2 separate regions of the Mus musculus genome follow, and region 1 is linked to region 2. A link is a contact called in public HiChIP or PLAC-seq data. All regions are on one chromosome and are shown on one strand. The core of a region is the stretch at or near the end of the contact, and the rest is flanking DNA. Distances in the headings are between cores, read along the strand shown.

What was found. HiChIP or PLAC-seq counts read pairs in DNA pulled down with a chosen protein or histone mark.
Region 1: an H3K27ac HiChIP or PLAC-seq map of acute myeloid leukemia shows a contact between it and region 2, with 4 times the contacts expected there. The contact joins the promoter of Il22ra1 here to the enhancer-like site in region 2. A contact is called at or near these places in 5 of 115 datasets of contacts at active chromatin or transcription factors (T-cell acute lymphoblastic leukemia, acute myeloid leukemia, embryonic stem cells and 1 more).

Annotation. Positions count from the first base shown.
Region 1 is chr4:135,725,440-135,730,524 of GRCm38.p6, forward strand. It overlaps Il22ra1 (interleukin 22 receptor, alpha 1), which reads left to right and starts at 2,720. Exons shown (of 7, transcript NM_178257.2): 1 at 2,720-2,823. The coding sequence starts at 2,781.
Region 2 is chr4:135,436,880-135,442,260 of GRCm38.p6, forward strand. No RefSeq gene overlaps it. Among named protein-coding and RNA genes, the nearest start is that of Rcan3, 5.8 kb to the left of the region's middle. Within about 2 kb of position 2,537, at least 248 of the 459 cell types and tissues checked have an H3K27ac peak or open chromatin away from gene starts, as enhancers often do. A contact at or near this core is called in T-cell acute lymphoblastic leukemia, acute myeloid leukemia, embryonic stem cells and 1 more, where this site is marked.

The DNA.
Region 1 (5,085 bases), core at 1,470-3,969, 290 kb after region 2:
TCAGCTAGCTTGGCTTCCTCACACAACCCAGGCCCACCTGCCTAGGGATGGTGCTGCCCACAGTGGGCTGGGCTCTCCCATACCAATCATTATCCAAACCTATTTTTCACAGACATGGCTGCAGGCCAATCTGATCTGGGCAATTAATCCTTCAGCTGAGAATCCCTCAGATGATTCTAGGCTATGGCGAGCACACAGTCAATGGGACACCTGCCCTCATTCCTGCACAGACCTAGACAGAGCGAGAAAACATCAGATTCCTTCCTCTTCTGCACCACAGAAACCCCAAGGAAAGCCTTTCTGGCAGCTTGTCCTCTTGGCCAGTCATCTCGGCATACCACTGTCGCCTCTCACCATGGGTCTTCTTGGAACACTGTAACCCAGGCCTCAGGATGGAATCTTCCTACCCCAGCTTGTCCTTAAAGTCATTGAAGCCCCTTTCTATACCATAGTCCATTGCCAAGAGACTTTACTACAAAGGAGTTGGTTCTCAAGTGAAAAGAGACCGTGGGTCCCGTCATAACTAGGAAGCAGCCAGCATCCCCACAGAAAAGTGCTATCCCGCCCTTCCACCAATAGGAGAGGACAAAGGGGCCTGATACCTGTGTCCTCAGTTGTCTTTTGAGTTTTGTTTTGGTTGGCTGATTTTGGGTTTGTTTGTTTTGGTTTATTTTTTTTGTTTTTGGTTTGATTTGGGTTTGGTTTGGTTTGGTTTGTTGTTGTTGTTTGCTTTTGTTTGTTTTTGCATTGGTTTTGTTTGGTTGACTTTGTTTCATTTTGGTTTTGGTTTGGTTTGGTTGTTGTTTGGTTTTTGGTTTGTTGTGGTTTTGGTTTGGTTTGGTCAGTGTAACATAGAGTAGGGTCACTTGACAGGAGGGAATCTCAAGCATGGTAATAGCAACACCACCAGTGATTTTTCTCCATCAGGCGTGCCAGCAAGCTGCACCACTCTGTGGCTCCTGTGTCAGCTCCCACCTCCAGGTTTCTGCCCTGTGTGAGTTCCTACCTTGGCTTGCCTCAGTGCTGGGCTGCAACCTGTGAGCTATGAAACCCTTCCCACGGTGTTTTCAGCTTCGGTGGTTATCTCAGCACGGAGAACAAACTGGGACAGTACCAGGGCTGGAAAAACATGGTTGGAAGGATTCCAGAGGAGACACAGCCGCTGCTGGCGTGCCACCCAGTGGGGTCACAGTGAATGAGAAGCACCTGGCTTCTCCAGCGTGCATCCAGAGCCTCCCTCGGCCTCAGCCTATCAGGACGCAGCTGGCAATGCTGAGAAATGTCGTCTCTACAAATGATGGAGAGCAAAGATCTGGCTCTCGGGTTAGATACACTTGAGCAGAGCTTCAGTGCTCACGGTTATAACACAGAGAAGAAAACTAAGCCCAGGTTCCCATGGATCAGAACCCATTCCGCCTAAAACGCTGATCCCAGGGCCAAGGGCCCAGCTCAGTGTGACTTACTGCGTTCTCATGTGAAGTGAATTAGGTTGACCCGAACCTTGGCCTGGTTCTGCAGTTGATAATGGGGCCAGGCAAATGTGCTACAAAGCATGGACCTTTATCACATGCACCCTAAACCTAACCCAAATAGCTTCTTACATCATCTCCGGGGCCCGGCAACGAGGTCCACCCCGGTGTGCATGGACACTGATGTCCGGGACGGCTCTTCGAGGTGGCAGAGAGCTGGGGAAGCATTTTCCACCTTCATCCTCCAATCTAAAGTCCTGCCCCACTGCCTCCCCTCGAATGCGGCAGGAAGAATCCCCCTTTGTTAAGATTCCCTTTCTCTGTGTGCCTGCACATGCGCGTTTGTGTGAGCGGGCGCAGACTCCCGCGAGGAGCTTGGAGGACGCCATAAGCATCAGTACTAGCTCCCATTGTCTTTGAGACAGCATCACTTGGTGCCCACTGCTGCAAATGCAGGCTAGGAGAACCACCGCTCTCTAGAGATCCCCCTGTTTCTGCCTTCGATCCACTCACAGAAGTGCTGGGATTACAGACACTTGGACTTCACGTCCATCTGTCCAATCCACCTTCACTTAGGTTCTGAGGGTCTTCACACTTGCTTGAAAACACTCTACCCACTGAGTCATCTGGACTCCAGTCCCTCCCCGCACCCCCACCCCCTTTTATAGATTCTTTGTCCAAGATTCCGGCTGAAGATTGCCTGGGCCTCCCACCTCAGCAGCCTTGCCAGGAGGAGGCTGTTCCAACCACACTGCTCAGCCCCCGGGGAGGAAAAGGGCGCACTGAGCTCCCTGCAATTCCACCAGCGAGAATCAAGCCAAGAAGTCATTGTTGAAGGTATTCTCTTACTCATGTCCTGTTCTTTTCCTTGGGATAAATCCTCTTGTAATGGAATTATTAGGACAGACGATATGCAACACACCCGGGGCAGGCTTTGATATGAGCCAATTACGGACTGATAAGACTGCTCTTCGGCCTTGCCTTTCCTAACTCTCTGGTGCACGGCCGCACCACCAGGGGCCTTGGGATGAATCAGTCACCAGACCAGATAAACAAGCCCTTCCGCTGCTGGTGCCTTGTCTGCACCCAAGAAAGGAACCTCCCTTGGATCTCGCCCAGGTCCTGGAATTCCTCAGCACCCGACTAGGCACCTTTGTACCCCTGCCCCCACGAGCCCAGGTCTTACTCTGCTCTCCTCTCCCCGCCCTGGGCTGGGCGGGGCCAGCTGCCAAAGCGGCAAGACTTCACACACACCCCAGCCTCTGTGCAGGGGTCCAGAGCCGAGGCCCGAAGGGGCCCTGGAGGGACCCAATGAAGACACTACTGACCATCCTGACGGTGGGATCCCTGGCCGGTAAGTACCTCTCGACCTGTCCTCAGATCCTCCTACCCCAGCAGCTAGGGAGCACAGTTGCCTATTCCTGCCCCATGAGTCTCTTAGCAGCCAGTTTCATTTTCTTCCCGGCTGGCACTGGACTGGGTGGCAAGTTTTCCTGGAGATGGAGATGACCTGGTCCAGGTAGCTGGAGAGAAGAGAGTACCCCAGACCTGGCTTCCTAAAGGGTCTCAGTTGACCTTCAAGTATGCAGACATTGATTGACCAGCTGTCTGAACTCAGGGTGCTGAGTAGGTAGAGTCTTGGCCTCAGGGGTGCCGCTTCATGCTCTGTTTATCATTCAAGAGGGGACAACAGGCTAGATAAAGCTGGTGTCAGGCTACTGTCTCCATCCATGTCTCCTCACGCCCCTCTGGCTGGATCAGTAAAAAACAGGTCTCTCCAGCAGCCGCCAGAAGGCTGCAATAAGTCACTAGAGTGTCCGTGCAAATGCGACTAAGGACTATGGCTGTCAGGTCTCATCAAATAAACTTTGGGGTTCATACCTGTGAGACATGAGACAGGGGCTTGATCTGTTCTCCTGAATGGAATCCAGGGCTTCTCTCTCAGGAGGCAGGGCTGAGGCATGTTGGAAGGAAATGGTCCAGCCATCTCATGGACCTTCTTGCTTAGTAGTGCATAATACGGTCCCTAAAGACACACACTTGCAGCCAGGTGGTCTTTAATCCCAGCGCTCAGGAGGCAGAGGCAGGTAGATGTCAGCCTGGTCTACAGAGGGAGTAGCCAGGACAGGGATAGAGAAACCCTATCTTGAAAAACAAGAGAGACAGAGACAGAGAGAGATCGCAAGAGCACTGCTCTGGCTCCTATTGCCCAAACAGTGTGTATGCATCCTTAGCATCGGCAAAGCTTCTTTCCAGCCCTTGGCAGACTGCGAAGATTAGATGCAGTCCCCAAATTCTCTGAAGCATCTTCTTTTACATCCCAGGGTGGAGCCATGGATCTCCTGACCCATTAAGATGGAGGGAAAAGGGGGCAGAAAGGAGCCCTGTGGTGCAGAACCCTAGCCTTAGCCACAGACACAGGCTCCGGCCCCAGCTCTCTGGCTGGCTCCAGGTCACTGTAGATGGTGCGTTTCTCCTTAGCTCCTAGGGCAGCTGATACATTGTTTTTCCACACAGATGTGAAACTTGTCTTTTATAAAGCCGCCAGACAGCCAGACTCCCCACCACAGGTCTCCTTTTCCAGGTTTCACAATGTAGACTTTCAACCAGGAAGTGTAGGGACAACACAGGCGGGGAAGTGGACAGATTTAAAGAGGGAAAAAGAGGAGGAGGGAGAAGAAGGCTGATTAATGCCCTAAGCTAGGAGAGGCTCTGCCAAGATCACTTAGCCCACTTCAGAAAACCCTCCTCCGTTCCTCCCCTCCCCTGCTGTCCCCCCCCCCAATTCTTTATTGGGGTATGCAAGCCTCAGCCCCCAGCTTCTCCTAGCCTAGACATCCTACTCAGGACTGTCCTAGTACCAGCATGCTCTGCAGCAGAGTCTAACCATAGGAGGGGAGGTTAAACTCACTGCAGACAAACCCCAGCCTTCTCTCAAATCTACCCCCTCTCTCCTGCCTGGGGCTCACCCCCATGTCCACCCAAAGGCCACAGTTCAAGCCTACATTCCTTCTGCTGGTCTCTCTAACCCCAGCCTATGAACCCCAGCAGAGTGCTCTAGAACTGGCCTCGCATCTGCTCAGCCCAGGATCCAAGCAGAATGCTATTCACATCTCAGGGCGACTCGGCTCAGATGTCACATTGGGTAAAAGTAGTGGGAACACTCGAACCCTGTCCCCGAGGTCCCACTGTGTGAGCTTCAGGGAGGACTGGAGAACAAAGATGGCCACAGCTGCTGCCCCAGACTGACCCAGATTCAGGGAGGTGTGACCAGGGGACCTGCAGCTGTAGGGATGGGCCGTTCCCATCTTCTGCCCTCCTCACCCCTGCAGCCCACAGATCCCTCCTGAAAGATCCATGCAGACTTGGACTGTAAGAATAGCCATCCTCCTCTCTGCCCGTCTGGCCGCTGGTGGCTGTAGTCAATCGTGGAGGAGGCGGGCATACACACATCAAAAGCATATGTTCTCAAGGCCTGCACAGAGCTCCGCACCTGTCTCTTTCCCACCCTTGCCAACCAGGCTGTTCTGAGTGCGTTCAGAGCCAGGGCAGCTCTGCTGCTAGTTTCTGCCCATTCTTTCTCACCACAGGCCAGGTCTGGACTGAGGGAAGGGCA
Region 2 (5,381 bases), core at 1,287-3,786:
TCCTTGATGGGTCTGCTGGGAGAATCTAAAGCCTGTGGCTGTCTCCAGAGATGCTTTGCCATTTTATCAACCAAATGAATGCCTAACTGGTGACCCAGAAATTCCATCTCCCCTCCTCCAAATAAAAAGAAAGAATGAGGGTAGGGAGATGGGTCAGTGAGTAAAGTATTTATTGCCCTGGTGTGAGCATTGGTGTTCGATCCCTCACCTCACACTCCTGAGAATTCTGAGGGGGCGTGGCCCTGACCTATAGTCCAGCACTCTGAAGACTGAGACGGAAGATCTCTGGAGCAAGCTGGCTAGCCAGACCAGCTGCATTAGGTGTACTCTCTGTTCAACTGGGAGACCCTGCCTTAGTGAGTGAAGTGAAAAGCGATTGAGGAAGACTTTGATGTCCCTGGGCCTTCCCAAACACAAGAAGGAATTTGCATGCAAGTTCATGAATATACATGTAAATACCCCACACCTTTTTTTTATTTATTTATTTATTTATTTATTTATTTATTTAAAAGAGACTTGTCTAAGAATTCTCTGGGTGTGTTTACCCATGCATATTATCTCCAGGTTGGAAAGATCTCATATACCCATCAGCTGAAAGATTATGTTTTGGTTCTTTTAGTTGACTGACAGAACCAAAGCTTTTCCTTGTCTTTTTCTTTCCCACTCTCTCCAGCCCAGGCTGGCTATGAACCCTCTACATAGCTGATGATTCCCTTGAACTTTTGACCCTCCTGCTTGCTCCACTCCTGGGATGACATCTGTGCACTACCACACCTGATTGGTGACACGCTGGGAGTGGAACTCAAGGCTTCATATATCTAAGCAAACACGACCAACTGAGCTACAGCTCCAGCCCCTGAGTTAATTTTTTTTTCCTTTTTATCCGATAAGGAGTGGACAAATGGAGCCTGTTTGAACTGTAAGGCCCGCTCGTTGGCTTTTGCTATTCCTCTGTTGCTCTATCTAGCCTGTGAACATGGCAGCTGGAGGTGCAGCAGCCATTATGGACCTGGAAGTAACTCTGAAGATGGCAATGGCATGTGGGATGTTGGCTTCAGAAGAGAAGGGGTTTAGAACAGGCACAGGACTGGTCCATTTGATGAGGAGGCCCCAGCTTCTATAACAGTACCTGGTGCTGGTAGACAATAAGGGCTCAATCACAGTGGAAAAAAAAAGGGGAAGGAGGAAGCTGCTGCTGCTACTGCTGCTACTGCTGCCACTGCTGGGGTGTGTGTGTGTGTGTGTGTATGTGTAAGAGAGAGTAAGAGAGAGAGAGAGAGAGAGAGAGAGAGAGAGAGAGAGAGAGCACTGAGAAAGGAAGCTGGAAGGCTGGGTGGAAGCTGGACTGCTTGAACTCTACAAATCAAAACTGCCCCAACCACACCACCTCCACCCTTTATCCCCCAACTACCTGCCTGTGCTACCTGCTTAAATTCATGATCCACTACATACTTTAGATAAAGCTCCTGAAATGAACCTGTCTCCCTGGTAACCTACCCTGTATCTACTTTTCCTGGGGACTCAGTTGTTTTCTCATGAGGAGCCCCAATGCGATCAGAGATTTATATATATTTATTTATATATATTTATATAAATATATTCACTTATTTATTTTGGTGTACATGTGTGTGCACATCCCATGGTGTGCAGCTCTATGAAGAGCAGACATTAACTTTCAGGAGTTGATGCTTTCCACACTGTAGGACCCGGGAATCGAACTCAGGTTGTCAAGCTTGGCAGCAGCCATTTTTACCCACTGAACTTATCTCACCTGTTTTAAGATTATTTATTTATTATATATAAGTACACTGTAGCTGTCTTCAGACACTCCAGAAGAGGGAGTCAGATCGCACCACAGATGGTTGTGAGCTACCATGTGGCTGCTGGGATTTGAACTCAGGACCTCTGGAAGAGCAGCTAGTGCTCTTAACCACTGAGCTATCTCTCCAGCCCATACCCAGTGGTTTCTTAATGGCACCACTTTAATGTTGGTTTGGAGATGCATTCTGTAGACTTGGGATATTTTAAATGTTCTTATTATCAAAATTAGACTTGGCCTTTATAGATAATTTGAAAGCAAATGATAATAAGAAAACTAAAGTCAACTGTAGAGCTAGCCATTCTTCAATATTTGGGTATATTTCCTCTTTATAATTAGACTTACTGTTGGAATTATTCAATTTGGACCTCCCCTCTATTTGCTTAATGCCAATCAGTACTTCCTTGTGTTCCAAATTTTATTTTAAAATATTTTAAAATGATGAGCTAAAACTTCACCCTGGGCAATTATTTAGCTAATTGGTAGATTCAGGGTTTCCTGAGAACTTCCATTTGTATAATTAAGCATTCGGTGACTGCCTTTTACATTATTGCATCCACGTTTGTTTCAGAGTTCCGGCAGAGGACAGCAGGACAAAGAGCGCGAACTTGCACAAACTTCTTAGGAAATGAAGGACCCATTGTAGGTGCCTATAGGGCCCGTCCCTCCCAGGGCCCGCCCCTCCCAGGGCCCGCCCCTCCCAGGGCCCGCATCCTCCGCGAGTGAGGCTTTCCAGTTCCTCTTCTACAGACAGAAAGCTAACAACAGCAGTGTCTGGATCATGGGGGGGATGGGTGAGCTGTCCCTAGCTGCTCCTCAGGGGAAACCGCCCAAGTTTACTGAGTGATTACAGCGGCGTGACTGAGTACAACAAACTGCATTTGTTCAAAGGTTTCCCTCCGTGGTTTCCCTGTTGAAATCTTTTGTTTTGTTCTGTTTTGCTTCTTTTATTTTGTTTTTCAAGACAGGGTTTCTCTGTATAACCTTGGCCATCCTGGAACTTGCACTGTAGGCCAGGCTGGACTCAGAGGTCCATCTGCCTCTGCTTCCTGAGTGCTGGGATTAAAGGTGTGGGTCACCACTGTCCAGTTGTTGAAATCTCTTTAAGTACATGTTTTGTATTTTGCTGTATCTACTTTGAGATATTTTTTCACTTACTAAGTCTAATTAATAGTGACTGTAGTGATGTCCATTTTAAAAAAAAGACATGAGTGTTTGTCTTAGTGTTCTATTGCTGTGAAGAGAATCCATGACCACAACAACTCTTACAAAGGAAAACATTAACTTGAGACTGGCTTACAGTTCCAGCGGTTAATCCATTATCTTCATGGCAGGAACATATCGGCATGCAGGCTGACATGGTGCTGGAGAGATAGCCGGGAGTTCGGCAGGCAGCAGGAAGAGAGAGACACTGGACTGGTTTGAGCGTCTGAAACCTCACTCTGGGTGACACATTTCTTCCAACGAGGCCACACTTCCTATTAGTATGACTCCCCGGTGAATAAGCATTCAAATCTGCGAGCCTCTGGGGGCCATTCTTATTCAAACCACCACAGTATGTATGTGTATATGAACACACACACACACACACACACACACACACACACACACACACACACACACACACACACAAAATGTGCATGCAGTACCTATGGAGGCCAGAAGAGGGCATCAGATACTCTAGAACTGGAATTACAGATAATGGCTGCCGTGTGGGTGCTAGAACCCCTCTGGGTTCCCTGTAAGAGCAGCAGGTGCTCCTAACTGTGGGGCCATCTCTCCAGCCAACTTTTCCTTTTTGTTAAGGTAGCACTCCAGGCTGACCTTGAACTTGCAGTCTCCCTGCCCCAGCTCCCCAGTGCTGAGATTACAAGTGTGCATTAAGATGCAAAGCTTTCTTTTCTTTTCTTTTTGTCTTTTTTTGTTTTTTGTTTTTGTTTCTGTTTGGTTTTTTCAAGACAGGGTTTCTCTGTGTAGCCCTGGCTGTCCTGGAACTCACTTTGTAGACCAGGCTGGCCTCCAACTCAGAAATCCGCCTGCCTCTACCCCCCTACCCCCACCCCAGTGCTGGGATTAAAGGTGCACACCACCACTGCCTATTTTCTATGGTTCTACATTCTCTCTCTCTCTCTCTGTATACAACTTGAGTCAGTTTCTCTCTCTTTCTCTCTCTCTCTCTCTCTCTCTCTCTGTATACAACTTGAGTCAGTTTTCTCTTTCTACCACATGAGTCCCAGGAATTGAACTTAGGTATCAGGCTTAGTGACAAGGCCCCTGGCCCTCTGAGCCATCCTGTCAGCCTGTGACACTCAAAATTTTGTTTTATGTTCTGTTGGAACACACTGTGTCGTTTAGACTGGCCTCAAACTAAGGTAATCCTCCTGCCTCTGGCTCCAGAGTGCTGAATTACAAGTGTGAGTTATTACACCTCATTTTTCTAATTATTTTTCACCCGTGGCTTTAAAAAAATCATGCTGGAAAGACAGCTGAGCCGGTCAAGGTCCTGGCTGCACAAACCTGATGAGTTGGGTCCCCAGAACCTATGTAAAAAGCTGGGTGCAGTAGTGCCCATCTCTTATCCCAGAATTCCCTCGGTGAGGTGGGCGGCAGAGACAGAAGGATCCGCTTGAAGCTTGCAGATGGGCTAACTTGGAGTAGGGTGAGGCAAAAACCAAGGGAAACCCTGACACAGCAAGATGGAAGTCAAAAGCAGACTCCTGACCTCTCCAGGTGCAGTGTGCCATGGCAGGCAGGTGTGTGAGTGCAGGCACACAAATTAAGGCTCCATTTTCCCCAACACTTCAAATAAATACAATTATATACGGATATGTATATATATCATATTACATATATTTCCAGGTTCTCTCTCTCTTTCCTTTTTTAAAAGTCAGGGTTTTACTATAGAGCCCCTGGCTGGCCTGGACCTCTCTATGTAGTCCAGGCTAGCCTCGAACTTAAAGAGGTTCACCTGCCTCTCCCATCATACCTAGTCAGATTGTAGCTTGTATTTAGTTATTTGTTAATAGAAACGGTTCTGATACGTGTAGTTTTATTCTCTAGAACGGAATGCCCGGATATTCATAATTCCAGCCACTTGTAGGAAAGTTGTAATAGGCAGGAATGACAATGACCTCTTGGCATCTCCTTGATTGGGACGTGGAGGCAGGAAGATTGGAAGTTCAGGGTTACCTGAGGACACTGTCCAAAAGCAAAGAAAGTAGAGGACATGTGAACTGTTGCAGTCGATGGAGCTGTCCCTGAGTCTCAAGCAAGTAGACCTTTCAGTGAGAATTTCAGTTTCTTTGGAAACCCAGTTATGCTGTATGAATGAATATGTTTCTTGTTTTAGTCCCAGGTGTGGGATATGGGGCTGCTTCAATTTGTCCACAGCTGTTAAATGTGATTGCTTTGTGCTCTACGGGGCATGATTTTTTTGTGTTTGTTTGTTTGTTTTGTTTTTTGTTTGTTTGTTTGTTTGTTTTTGTTTTTCGAGACTGGGTTTCTCTGTATAGCCCTGGCTGTCCTGGACTCATTCTGTAGATCAGGCTGGCCTCGAACTCAC